Regions from separate parts of the Oryctolagus cuniculus genome. Here region 2 is linked to region 1. A link is a contact called in public Hi-C data. All regions are on one chromosome and are shown on one strand. The core of a region is the stretch at or near the end of the contact, and the rest is flanking DNA. Distances in the headings are between cores, read along the strand shown.

Region 1 (5,285 bases), core at 57-2,556:
AATTTAATACACACACTTTAGAGCGTGCCAGATAGCTTGAAAGAACTCAATGAAACATGTATTTCAAAGCTAGCTTCATGATCAAAGTCAAGATTTAATAATCAGGATTCTCTAAGACTTGTCTTTCGAATATGGAAATAACACTTTGAACTGAGTAGAATTACAACTGTTTAAAATGTAAATCAATTATAAGGTGTTAATACAATAAGAAACTTACTTCTCCACATGAAAAGTGTGTCAGGTATTAATTAAACTTATTAGGGTTTATATGCCCCTCAAAAATGGCTTGTGTAATATGAGCTAAGCCTCAGGTTAATGGCTAATTTTGAGTTTTACTCTTAATCTCATCTTGGAGCCTCTGGCCCTTCTTCCAGAGTTTTTAATCAGAATTTGTAGAGATCCCCACGAGGCCGAACTTGCTTCCCTCGATAGTAAGAGGTCCACACATCATTCTAAACAGATGTCACAAAATAGCAAAAGGGCTGTTTGAGTATTTTTAGGAAGGGGCAGTTGAGACTGGAGTTTCAAGAAGCCTGCAGACAACCTGTGCCTAGGAAGAAATGCGAGCCCCTGACCCTGGACACATACAGGACAGACCTGGGAAGATTTTTAAGAGTTGCTTCCTTCCATCACTGACATACCACTGCTAATACCTGAGGTTTCGAACACTGTCTTTTATCTCTGCAGTGGAAGGTGACCTTGGCAATCTCCAAACCTTGGCCCAAGCTTTGCACACAGGCTGCCCACAATTCCTACCACAAGGGTAACTTCTACTGTAACATACGGTAGATATTGCCACTGGTATCGCCAGAAGTCAAAACAGATTGTTGTGGGTTTTTTTTTTTTTTTTTTTTTTGGTTTGATTTGGTTTTTTAGTTCAATTAATGTCACTTCAAGCTTTATGGGTTTCAGAAGGGTACTCAGCCGTGATGGCTAATGGAAGGGCTGGCACCAGGCCAAAGATTCAGCAGTTAAAACACCTTGCAGCGGGCCCTGGTACATGGATGACAACAGTGAGGAACAGCTCCAATCTGTGAGGGTTTCAAGTCACCAACGCCAAGTAACAGACACCAAAGCACAGGAATCACAACTCAGTGGATCCCTGACAAAATCGGAAGCGTTGACGGATGCCGAGACCGGCCGGTTCGGCCGCTCATTTTCCCGAGGAATGCTCTCCTTATCAAGCAGCATCGTTAAATGCTGTTGACATTTTATCCTGAATCACGCCTTCCTTCTCGCTAGGGCCTCCCAGGGAAACTTAGAGCAAGTCTGCTCAGATACACTGAGCCCGGCCTGGGCTGAGCCGAGGAGCTGAGGAGCAGGGAGATTGAACAACGCATCTTCCAGCAGCCCTGAGCTACCAAGTTCCGGCCCCTTGGCTCAGTGACTGTGAAGCGGCCACACTCTCCGGGTGCTCCCTGGGCAAAGGCTGGCCGCCGGGATGTGACGTTAGCTCTGGGGCCAGGCTTCCAGCGGGGTCTGTTCATAATCTGAAGACAGCGCACTCGGGCTTCGAATTAAAAAAAAAAAATCACAAATATGGCCGCCCCCCTGCCATGGAGGCTTTTCCCCAGTTACATCAGCAGAGGGCAGCCTCGGATCACCGAAACTGCAGCCATGCTGCGCAGAGCTGGTCTGCTCTCACCGGAATCTACATTTATGTTTGTGCATCGATTTAGCAGAATATCATACGTGATGTCTTCCGTATATCTAATTTGGTTTGCAACCTAGAATCTCCTATGCCGTTTCACCTAAAATCTCACATTCAAAATAACTTGGGGTGGGGGGAGTAATGTAATACAAGTAACAAGACATTGAACTAAATACAGGTGTTGCTCACATTCTGAAGTCGCCCCTGGTGTGCACTTACCGTGTTCTGATTCTGCCTACCTCTGGAGCGAACAATGGGACGACAAGGGGAAGGTCAGAGGAAGACGCACCATGGGCAGAATTTGCAAGCTTCACTTAACAAAAGCTGAGTTTTTCTTTTCCTTAATATCACAACACGTCTTTCATGGAGGAAGTGTAATCAAGGAAGTCGTTTTCCCAAATGGTATTCCAATTGCCCAGGTGCCGAGTAGTAGCAGCTGGTAACTGACTTCTCAGCATCATGAAATTTCTTTAGTTTCAAAAAAAGTAATTGAAATATTTTTGGTACAAATCCTGAAACTTAGAGCTTCAGTTCATTCAAAAAAAAAATGGCTCCAAATGAGAACTCAACAAAACTGACAATCACCTAATTACACTCAGAGCTGCAATTCACCAGTATTAACGGCAGATCTGCCAGAGAGGACGGCGCACACGTGTTTACCTTCATGGAGGCCTTCAGCTCCGAAGCGTCATACTGAGCAGGTGTCTTCAACAGGCCTAAGATCACCGTTTCCAGATGGCCCGACAAGGCTGACTTCAGGGCGGCTGGCAGCTCCTTCGGGAGACAGGCAATTGCAGGGAAAGTGGTAAGTCACACTCCCCTTAAAACTCACCCGCAACCAAGAGAGGGATCTGTTTGTCCAAGCAGCCCGTGAGCCTTAGACCACTCCCGGGCCTTGGGTTGAAGTCCTTCCAAGGCACTTCCTCCCTCGGAGCCAGAGGTCTGGCTTTGTCCTAACAAAGTCCCTTACCATCTAAGCTCACAGTACCTTCTCCCGCAATCATGAAAAGGACGCTGGGCTGGCAAACAGCACCAGGGCCTTTGTAACACACTTGAGAACAGTAGCCACCCATGAAGGCAGGGCTCTTTCCAGGGGTCAAGGCCCCTGGCAAGGCTAAGGTGGCTGGAACGCAGAGAGTCCCTGTGGCCTGCTGATGTCCTGCAGCTGTTCTGGGGGTGACTCCACCAAGTGTCCAGAAGGAACCAGAGGCCCTGACATGACTGGAAGAAGGGCTAGGAAGCTTTCCTAAGCAAAAGACTTCATCTAATAATACTAAGAAAACATCTGTCCATACCGAATTAGAATGGTATTGATGGGGAGAAAGGGAACTACAGCCCCCTCCTCTCCAAACAGCCCCCTTGACACCCCTGCTGCATGTCATTTCTTAAGGGTTCCACCGTCCCATGAACAGAAGATTTGACTTTAGAGGTCTGAGCCAGAACCCATTACCCCAAATCAACGCGCTTCCTCTCCCATTACAATTACTCTCTTCTTTCTTCTCACCTATCCCCTCTGCCTCTCTCCCTTCTCCCTTTCTCTCCTGCTTTCCAACAGCACCCCTGGCACCTGCTGTATTCAGCCCCTTGAGATAGCAGCAAGCTGGAAGGGGTGATTTGCAGCTGGCTTCAGAGAGAATCTTCTCGAATCACTCAGAGTAGAATGGTAAAAGTGACACGGCTCTTAGGAATCACCAGCCCAGTTCTCTTACTACCTACTGTCTCCTGCTTCCTGATGTCCCAAGCACACACAGCACTCACAGGGAGACTTTTGAGCAACCTCCCAATTACGCCACCAGTCGTCCAATTTGGAACCTTGAGGTTGGGTAATTCCAAACTTAGCCTACTCCAGACTCCCCTCTACCCATTCTCTGTTCAAACCTCAAATAGCATTTGGGCACCTGCTGGCTTCTGCCACTTCTATTCTCAACTCCTTAGGGGTGACCAACTTCCTGTTTCAAACAATGTCCAGCACAGAGCTTTGCACTTAACAACTCCCGAAATGGTTGATTAAGAAAAACCACTATGTAGGGGGGAACCTGGCATTTGCTTCACCATGAAGGAAACAAACAAAACACTGGGCCTTTCTCCCAACTCGTTTCTGATCTACTAGCTCTTCAAGTTCATCGCCAGGGCAGCCTGGGCACCTGGGCCCATAGCCCTCAAGTGCTCGGCAAACAGCTCATTTGCAATGATAAGGGGCGGTGGCTTCTCCAATTTCCTTCTGGAACCATCTCAGGTAGTTTAGGGCAACTCTCGCCTGCCCAAGGTGGACAGAGAGTCATTAAGAATCAGCAGGGCACTGAGCAGTCGCCCAGCATAGAGCAAAGCCGTGTGGGTGCCGAACCCCATCGTGATTCAGCTACGTTCTCTCCAGCAAGGCACGGGAAAGCTCTGTCTCCATCTATCTGATCTGAAATGGAGATCCAAGCTGTTATGAGTGTGTGGACACGCCCAGGTGTGTTCTGAGGCCACACTCCGTAAGTGACAGCTGAATGAACAATGATTCGCCTACTGTCCAGAGAGGTGGACCTCCTTGCCCCAACAGGAACTGGGCTCTCCCAGCTCACAGACCCTTTTCGGAAGATGAAGAAATAGACACTCCCCTTATGCCTCCCTGTAGAAGATTAATACACGTCTAGTGGAAGGAGAATTTTAATGCACATGAGATGAAAGATGCCAGCTGCTCTCCTATTTATGTCCTTTCCAACTGCTTCAGGGTGGGGAGAGGGAGTGGAAATGGGAGCCACAGCCAGGCTTGACCTGAAGCCCCCAAGGCCCTCACAGTCACGTCAATCCAAGAGCAGAAATATCTCATCAGAAGCCTGCCCGCTTCACCTCCACTGTGGCTCCGAGGGAAAGCCGTAAGTCAGACAGGAGCTGCAGGAAGCCAGCCACACTTACTGCACCATCCAAGAATAAATCAAAAGCTTTTAATAGCAAAAAGTTAAAAATAAAGCAGTACATCCTTAAAAATAAAATTTCCCAACACCGCGACAAAATATAGGATGAACAGGCGCTGCCTGTTCCTTAACCGCTAGTGGACAAGCAAAGGAAAAAGCATACAAAGCCCCTTTAAATAGCGAGAACGTGGCCCTCAAGATAGCCTGGTGGACCAGACCATTGCTAACCAAGCTCATGCACTGCAAAACTCTGAAGAATCCAAGTGTGTGTGTGTGTGTGTGTGTGCACGCACGCGTGTGTGTGTGTGTGTGTGTGCTGGGGAGGGGAGACGCTGTCCGTGTGTGTGTGTGTGTGTGTGCGCGTGCGTGTGTGTTGGGGAGGGGAGACGCTGTGTGTGTGTGTGTGTGTGTGTGTGTGTGTGTGTGTTTTAGTAGAAGGGAAAGAGTATGTTGGGAGTGATACACGGTGGTGGTTACTGTCCTAAGATCAAATTAGAAACAACTCGTCAAGAGGCAGCAGAAGGCAGATGAGCTGCTGTCTGTAGAGAACTGAATGCAGGGTCTGGGGCAAAGTAAGCACTCAATAAATGCTACTCATGGCTGATGCTGTTCTTATTCCCTGGTCCCTCTCACTTCTGCTCCCAGACCAACTCCCTCCACTTCCACTGGCTGGGAGGAGGGCATTGTCTTTGGGCCCATCAGAGTAGGGAACACTCCCTGGGGTGGAAGAAAAA
Region 2 (5,752 bases), core at 2,580-5,079, 140 kb after region 1:
TCATGGAAGCGGGGAGAGGATGGGCCTTGAGTGTTGCCTTGGTCCTTTCCCAGGCTGAATGTCTACGATTATTGACAGGAACTACAGCCTTTGCTTTCGCGAAAGGCAAGGTGGGCAGTCACATACTCCTTGTCGCCAGCTTGTTCTCCCAGTCGAGTGGCTTTGTTGATCAGAGTGCTTCATAGAGAAAGGCACGTTGCAGCCCTTCGTGTTAGCCTCATGGCACTGGACTGAGAGCAGAGTTATGACCGTGGCTTCTAAACCTTGTGTGTGTGTATGTGTGAGAGAGTACTCCCTAAATGCCTTCCTTTTAATCTCTGGAAACAAGAGGCTGGGATTATTTTACATCAACTTCTAGACCTTAAGATCTTCCACTGTGTTATCGGGACAAATCCCAATTCACTTCAGCTTTGGAAACTGCTTCATCCAGTCCCCTGCTGACAAGTGGAAGGGGATATGTTTATAAAGCACAGCAGAATCGGCTTGCTGGCATTGAAATTCCACATGCCGGCATCTCAGTAAGATGATGAAACCTCAAGCACATGATAAGCACTGGAAGAAAAGTTTTTAAGCAGAAATCTGATATCTGATGAAAGACATTCCTTCTTTGGTCGGTTTGACCTCAGCCAAATCTCTCACCCTAGCAGTCCTTGCCAACCCCGGGAAAAATTCCTTAGATGCTACCTTGTTTTGATAGTTCTCGATCTCCTCCTGCAGAAAGGTCTGCCACGTGATCTGCTGGAGCTCTTCTCTCAAGTACTGGCAGGTTTCCAGATGAGACTTGGATATATTCTGCGCCAGGTGTTCTAGGGAGAGAACAGGAGATCACAGGCATGAAAAGCCCAGTTCTTCTCTGCTTCAACAGAGGCTCTTCCACTTAATATTTGCTTTAAAAAGTGGACATTAGGCAATGTGCAGAACCAGTTTCGGTCATCTTGACACACTGAAGCAAGCATTTTGGGACCCTTCTGTATTTGGGAACATGAGAATGAGGAGCAAGGGCTTTGCGAAGCCAACACTTCAGGATAGGACTTGGTGCCTCTCAGCCTCTGGACCTTACCCTCATCCTGCGCCCTTATTCCAGTGTCTGGGAATGAACAAACGTTGAACTCCATGGCATTGAGAAATGATTGACAGGGCCTCTTTGTGGCGTTTTTATGAGGACACATCTGTCACATACATTGCCCTGGGATGGACCACTCATGGAAAACTAGGGAATAACCTTTTATGATACCAACTCTGCATTTATTTTGTTATTCCTGCAAATGGAACAAGGAGGGCCTAACAATGATACCAAGGGCCTAACTACGGATAGTGTAGTTGGTCAGAGAAAGACTCTGGAGTTAGACTGTTTAAGGTCTGAATCTCAGCTTTGCTGTTTGCTAGTTGTGTGATCTTGAGTATATTATTTAACCTCTCTCTACTTTCGTTCCCTTATTTGTAATAGGAGGAAAACAGTTCCTGTTTCATGGGTCAGTTGTAGCATTGAGCTGAGCACTCAGAACAGGATTACATAGCATGCGCATGTACTGTGTAAATATTAGTTGTTATACTTGGTGTGGGGGGTTGAATTTACCAACAGAAGTCAACAAAGTTTTCTGTAGGAAATTAAAAGGACAGTTCAGCTCATTTGATAATAAAGTATGAAGATGGTAAAGACAAAAACATCAGATTTTATCATGAAAGGGAGAGATTAATGCTGAGTTACCAGGATTAGGGCATGTGTTCAGGGAGAAGACGAGAATTGTATTGGGCCCTATAGGCTGGGGTAGGACTGGTGGGCAGAGGCCAGTGGTGTCAAGAGGTGGGCGAGCTCCACATAGAGGGGGGAGTGGGTGAAGGGGGCATGAATAATATTTATAGGGAACAGCCAGATGTGACAGAGCAACAGAGTTTATATCCTGTAGGATCTGAAATATGAGGAGTACGTCTGGACTCCTGAAGGCATCTGCATGGTCCTCAAGGGGGCGCTGACATTCTGGAAATGGTCCCTGGGGAAAGAGACGAGCAGTTCTGTGTTGGGTGCACTGCAGCACAGAGAGCCAAGGCAGGAATACCAAGTAGAAAGCTGCTGGGCCCCGGGTGTGAGGTGCTAAGCACCTTGAGCAGGTTGGTCATCATTGTTGAGAAAGGAGGACAACTAAAGCAGCCATCACCTGCTGCCCGCCAGGGGGCACATTAGCAGGAAGCTGAAGTGGAGCTGAGTCTTGGACTCCCTAAGGGATAAGGCTGGTGTCCCAACCGATGATTCAACCACTAGGACAAGTGCCCACCTCCCAATGAAGCATTTTCAAAGACAACCCGATTCTAGGGACGGAGCAATGATCCCCCTGCCCCAGTCTTGAACACATGATAAGCAAGCCAGGGGAAAGAATAGCACCAAATGCGATTTTGGCAGCACTAGTAAGAGAGTCTGTTTATTTGGACATTTGTCACTGCTTCCATTAAACAGAGCCAGACTTGTTTGTGTGAAAACAGAGCAGATTCACCTCAGTGAAGTCTGAAACTGTGGTCTCCCTAGAGACAGTGAAACACAGTAAACCTTAGTGGCCCTCCTTGGCAACACAGGCACTAAAGCAGCATCAATCGGTAGCATGAAAACGTAAAACATAAGGGCAGGTATTACAGGCTAGCTGGTAAGACTCCTGCAACCTGCACTGGAGTGCCTGGGTTCAATTCCTGCCTCAGGCCCCTGACCTCAGCTTCCCCTTAATGCAACTGTGAGGCTCAAGTGTTTGGGTTCCTGCCACCCACGTGGGAGACCTGGATTAAGTTCCCAGCGCCCGCTTCAGGCTGGTCCAGTGCTGGCTGTTGCAGGCATTTGGGAGTGAACCAGCAAATAAGAGCACACTCGCCTGCTCTCCCTGTCAAGTGAAAAAAATTTGAAGACCGAGTTGGAAGGAAAGAGATGGAGAGAAAACAGCAGCTACTAAACTCTGTCAGATGGTGCTGCTTGTGAAAAGGAAATAAAGGCTAAAATAGGGGTCGGCGCTGTGGCATAGCTGGTGAAGCTGCCACCTGCAGAGCCAGCATCCTATATGGGCGCCGGTTCGAGTCCCGGCTGCTCCACTTCTGATCCAGCTCTCTGCTATGGCCTGGGAAAGCAGTAGAAGATGGCCCAAGTCCTTTGGCCCTTGCACCCACGTGGGAAACCTGGGGGAAGCTCCTGGCTTTAGATCGGCGTAACTCTGGCTGTTGTGGCCAGTTGGGGAGTGAAACCAGTGTATGGAAGACCTCTCTTTCAAATAAATAAATGTAAAAAAAAAGATTGATTTATTTACTTGAAAGAGTTATACAGAGAGAGAAGGAGGTGTAGAGAGAGAGAGAGGTCTTCTACTGCTTTCCCAGGCCATAGCAGAGAGCTAGATTGGAAGTGGAACAGCTGGGACTCAAACTGGTGCCCATATGGGATGCTGGCACTGCAGGCGGCGGCTTTACCTGCTACGCCACAGCACCGGCCCCAGATTTGTAAATATGGTAGTGAACTATTTCCTAATGGAAGAGCCCTCAGTACAAAAGATTATTTCTGAAATGTTAGGCAATTCTTTTGTAGATGTGGGGAAAAAAAAGGTGTGTTCCCAGGGAAGTGGGATTCCTGTGATGTGAACATTGGGAGGAGGTCCCTATCATTCCCTTCCAGGTTATGCGTTTTCATTTAAGATGGTCAGCATCTTGCTGGACTTGTGGTAAAAAAAAATGCTGCTGCTTCTCGCCGACTCCAGCTTTTCCAACAGCCAAACGATGCAATGCCCATGACACACCAGCAGAGGGCAGTGGCTGCCTTCCCACCAACTGCTCACCCTCTCTTGCCTTTGATCCCAAGTCAGGGCAGATTTGGCAAGTGTGGGACTGCAAACACCTGGCTATTTTTAAACCTGTAGTTCAGCAAGGGAGAATATGGTCAGACTGGATAGAAGTTGAGAAGTCAGTGTGGTTTCCGAGAGAACCCGGCTGGAAGAGTGAGATATCTTGGAACTAGTGGTTAGCAGGAGTGCTTTCTGGTCTGGGCTCAGCGGACATATGTCTCGCTGTGGGACTGGGCGAGCCTGCACCTCCTCAACCATGGCTGCTTCCTCGACACCGCCAGTGTCTGGGCACTGGAGGTGGAAAACGCTGGCTTTTGAGTCACAGGTTTTCATGGGGAGAGGAACTTGAGAAGCATGGTGTCGTGCGGATGTGCCTCGTTTTGCAGATAGGGGCGTTAACAACAGAAATTGCTCACATGCACGTAGCACTCACGATGTGTCAGAGCCCTGGCATTTCCATGTGTGAATACACACATTTTCCTGCTTAATGCTGTGACAACCCCAGGAGATGAGCCTGGATTGTCTTCATCTTACAGACGAGAAAACGGAGCCAGAGAGAGAGGAGGCGGGCTGCTCCCAGGTGTCCTCGCTGGCCATCGGCACAGCTCTGATTCATCTTCTGTAGGGAGGGAGACGCCCAGTTGCAGCTGACTGGATCTGTCCTGGCTCGGGTGACTTGGGCTAAGCCCATGGCCCACGCTAACTCGATGCAGGTCTCTGGAAGACAGAACTGCCTAGCTTCTGCATGAAGTTGTATTTCTCAGTTGTAGGAATAAACACAATGAGTACTTTTTTAAAAACGAAATCAAAGTTGTTTTCCCTGGAATGTAAAATTGGGAACTAACTATCCCCAAAGGGCAGTCCTTCCTAGCCAGGGGTGACAGTGGATTTCCAATAAAAGTAGCAGGTTGTGGATTTGACACTGATGCAAAGGTAGATGTGGACTTAGGATATGGTCATTTGCAACTTATTTTCCTATTGTTTGATTTGTTTCAAGTCTGATGAGGAAGTTTGGCCTAAAGTGATGTCAACAATCTTGAAGAGTGAGAAGACCTTAGGCCTGAAAGGAAATCAGCGAGAACTGTAGGCAGGTCGTGGGCCATGTGGACGCTACTCTGAGCTCCAACTACTCTGTACCTCAAAATGAGAGCTCAGTGATGTTGTTGCCGACATTTAGATTTGGGACTGCTGGTGACGCGTGAACTTAGGTCATCCTAGAAAATGCCACCATCCAGGAGAACACTCCCTCACTTGGAAGGTGCATGTGAGGGTGCAGGGCTCCCAGACCGCACTGGAAGGGGACCCAGGGAGAAGGGGAAGCCAATTTCCCTGTGGACCTGGGAGAATCGGCTCAGCTGTTTCTGGGCCCTCTCGGGTCTTAAAACCCGTTTAGCCAGAGTACCGCGTCCCAAAAGCGAGACTTTGGCCAAGCCCTACGGATTTATTTCAGGATTGAACATTTGCCCAGCAAACAGGATGATGCACTGGTATTTATGGCAAGGTCTGGACGCAAGCCTGAAGTGAGTCAGGTCATTTTCCATGGTTCCATGTCAGCTTTCAATCAAGTCCTCGCTCAGGTCTGAAATGTTCACTTTCGGGACCGCTGCGCTTCAGATTCAGCCAACCAAGATTTCACGACAGAAACAGAAAAGTTTTTGTTCTTGTTTAAGAAAACAAAAACAAAACGAAACGAAAAATCAAACCCACCTGTACCCTGCCTCTCTTTTAGCTCAGAGGTTTCTCCGCTAATCAAAAGAGCTGCGATCCACCTTTAATACCGTTCAGCGGTTGAAAACCAGGCTTAAAATGTCCCTGGCTCTTGAGGATTTAAATTTAGCTTCATAAAGAGATGCTTGTGTAAAAACCGTAAAGAACATTCAATTTGTTCTATTTGGAGAAAGATTTTACGGGAAATATAAATTTTCACCTAAAAGATGTTTTATGGG

Evidence for each region. Hi-C and Micro-C count contacts between places; a contact is called where the count stands out from the background.
Region 2: a Hi-C map of psoas muscle shows a contact between it and region 1, with 4 times the contacts expected there. The contact joins two enhancer-like sites. A contact is called at or near these places in 2 of 6 Hi-C or Micro-C datasets (psoas muscle and an unstated tissue).

Annotation. Positions count from the first base shown.
Region 1 is chr12:83,270,940-83,276,224 of mOryCun1.1, forward strand. ANXA2 (annexin A2) reads right to left here. Exons shown (of 13, transcript XM_051821925.2): 5 at 2,312-2,425. Among named protein-coding and RNA genes, the nearest start is that of ANXA2, 37 kb to the right of the region's middle. Within about 2 kb of position 1,307, at least 2 of the 8 cell types and tissues checked have an H3K27ac peak or open chromatin away from gene starts, as enhancers often do.
Region 2 is chr12:83,410,647-83,416,398 of mOryCun1.1, forward strand. RORA (RAR related orphan receptor A) reads right to left here. Exons shown (of 12, transcript XM_051821923.2): 7 at 685-806. Among named protein-coding and RNA genes, the nearest start is that of ICE2, 36 kb to the left of the region's middle. Within about 2 kb of position 3,830, at least 1 of the 8 cell types and tissues checked has an H3K27ac peak or open chromatin away from gene starts, as enhancers often do.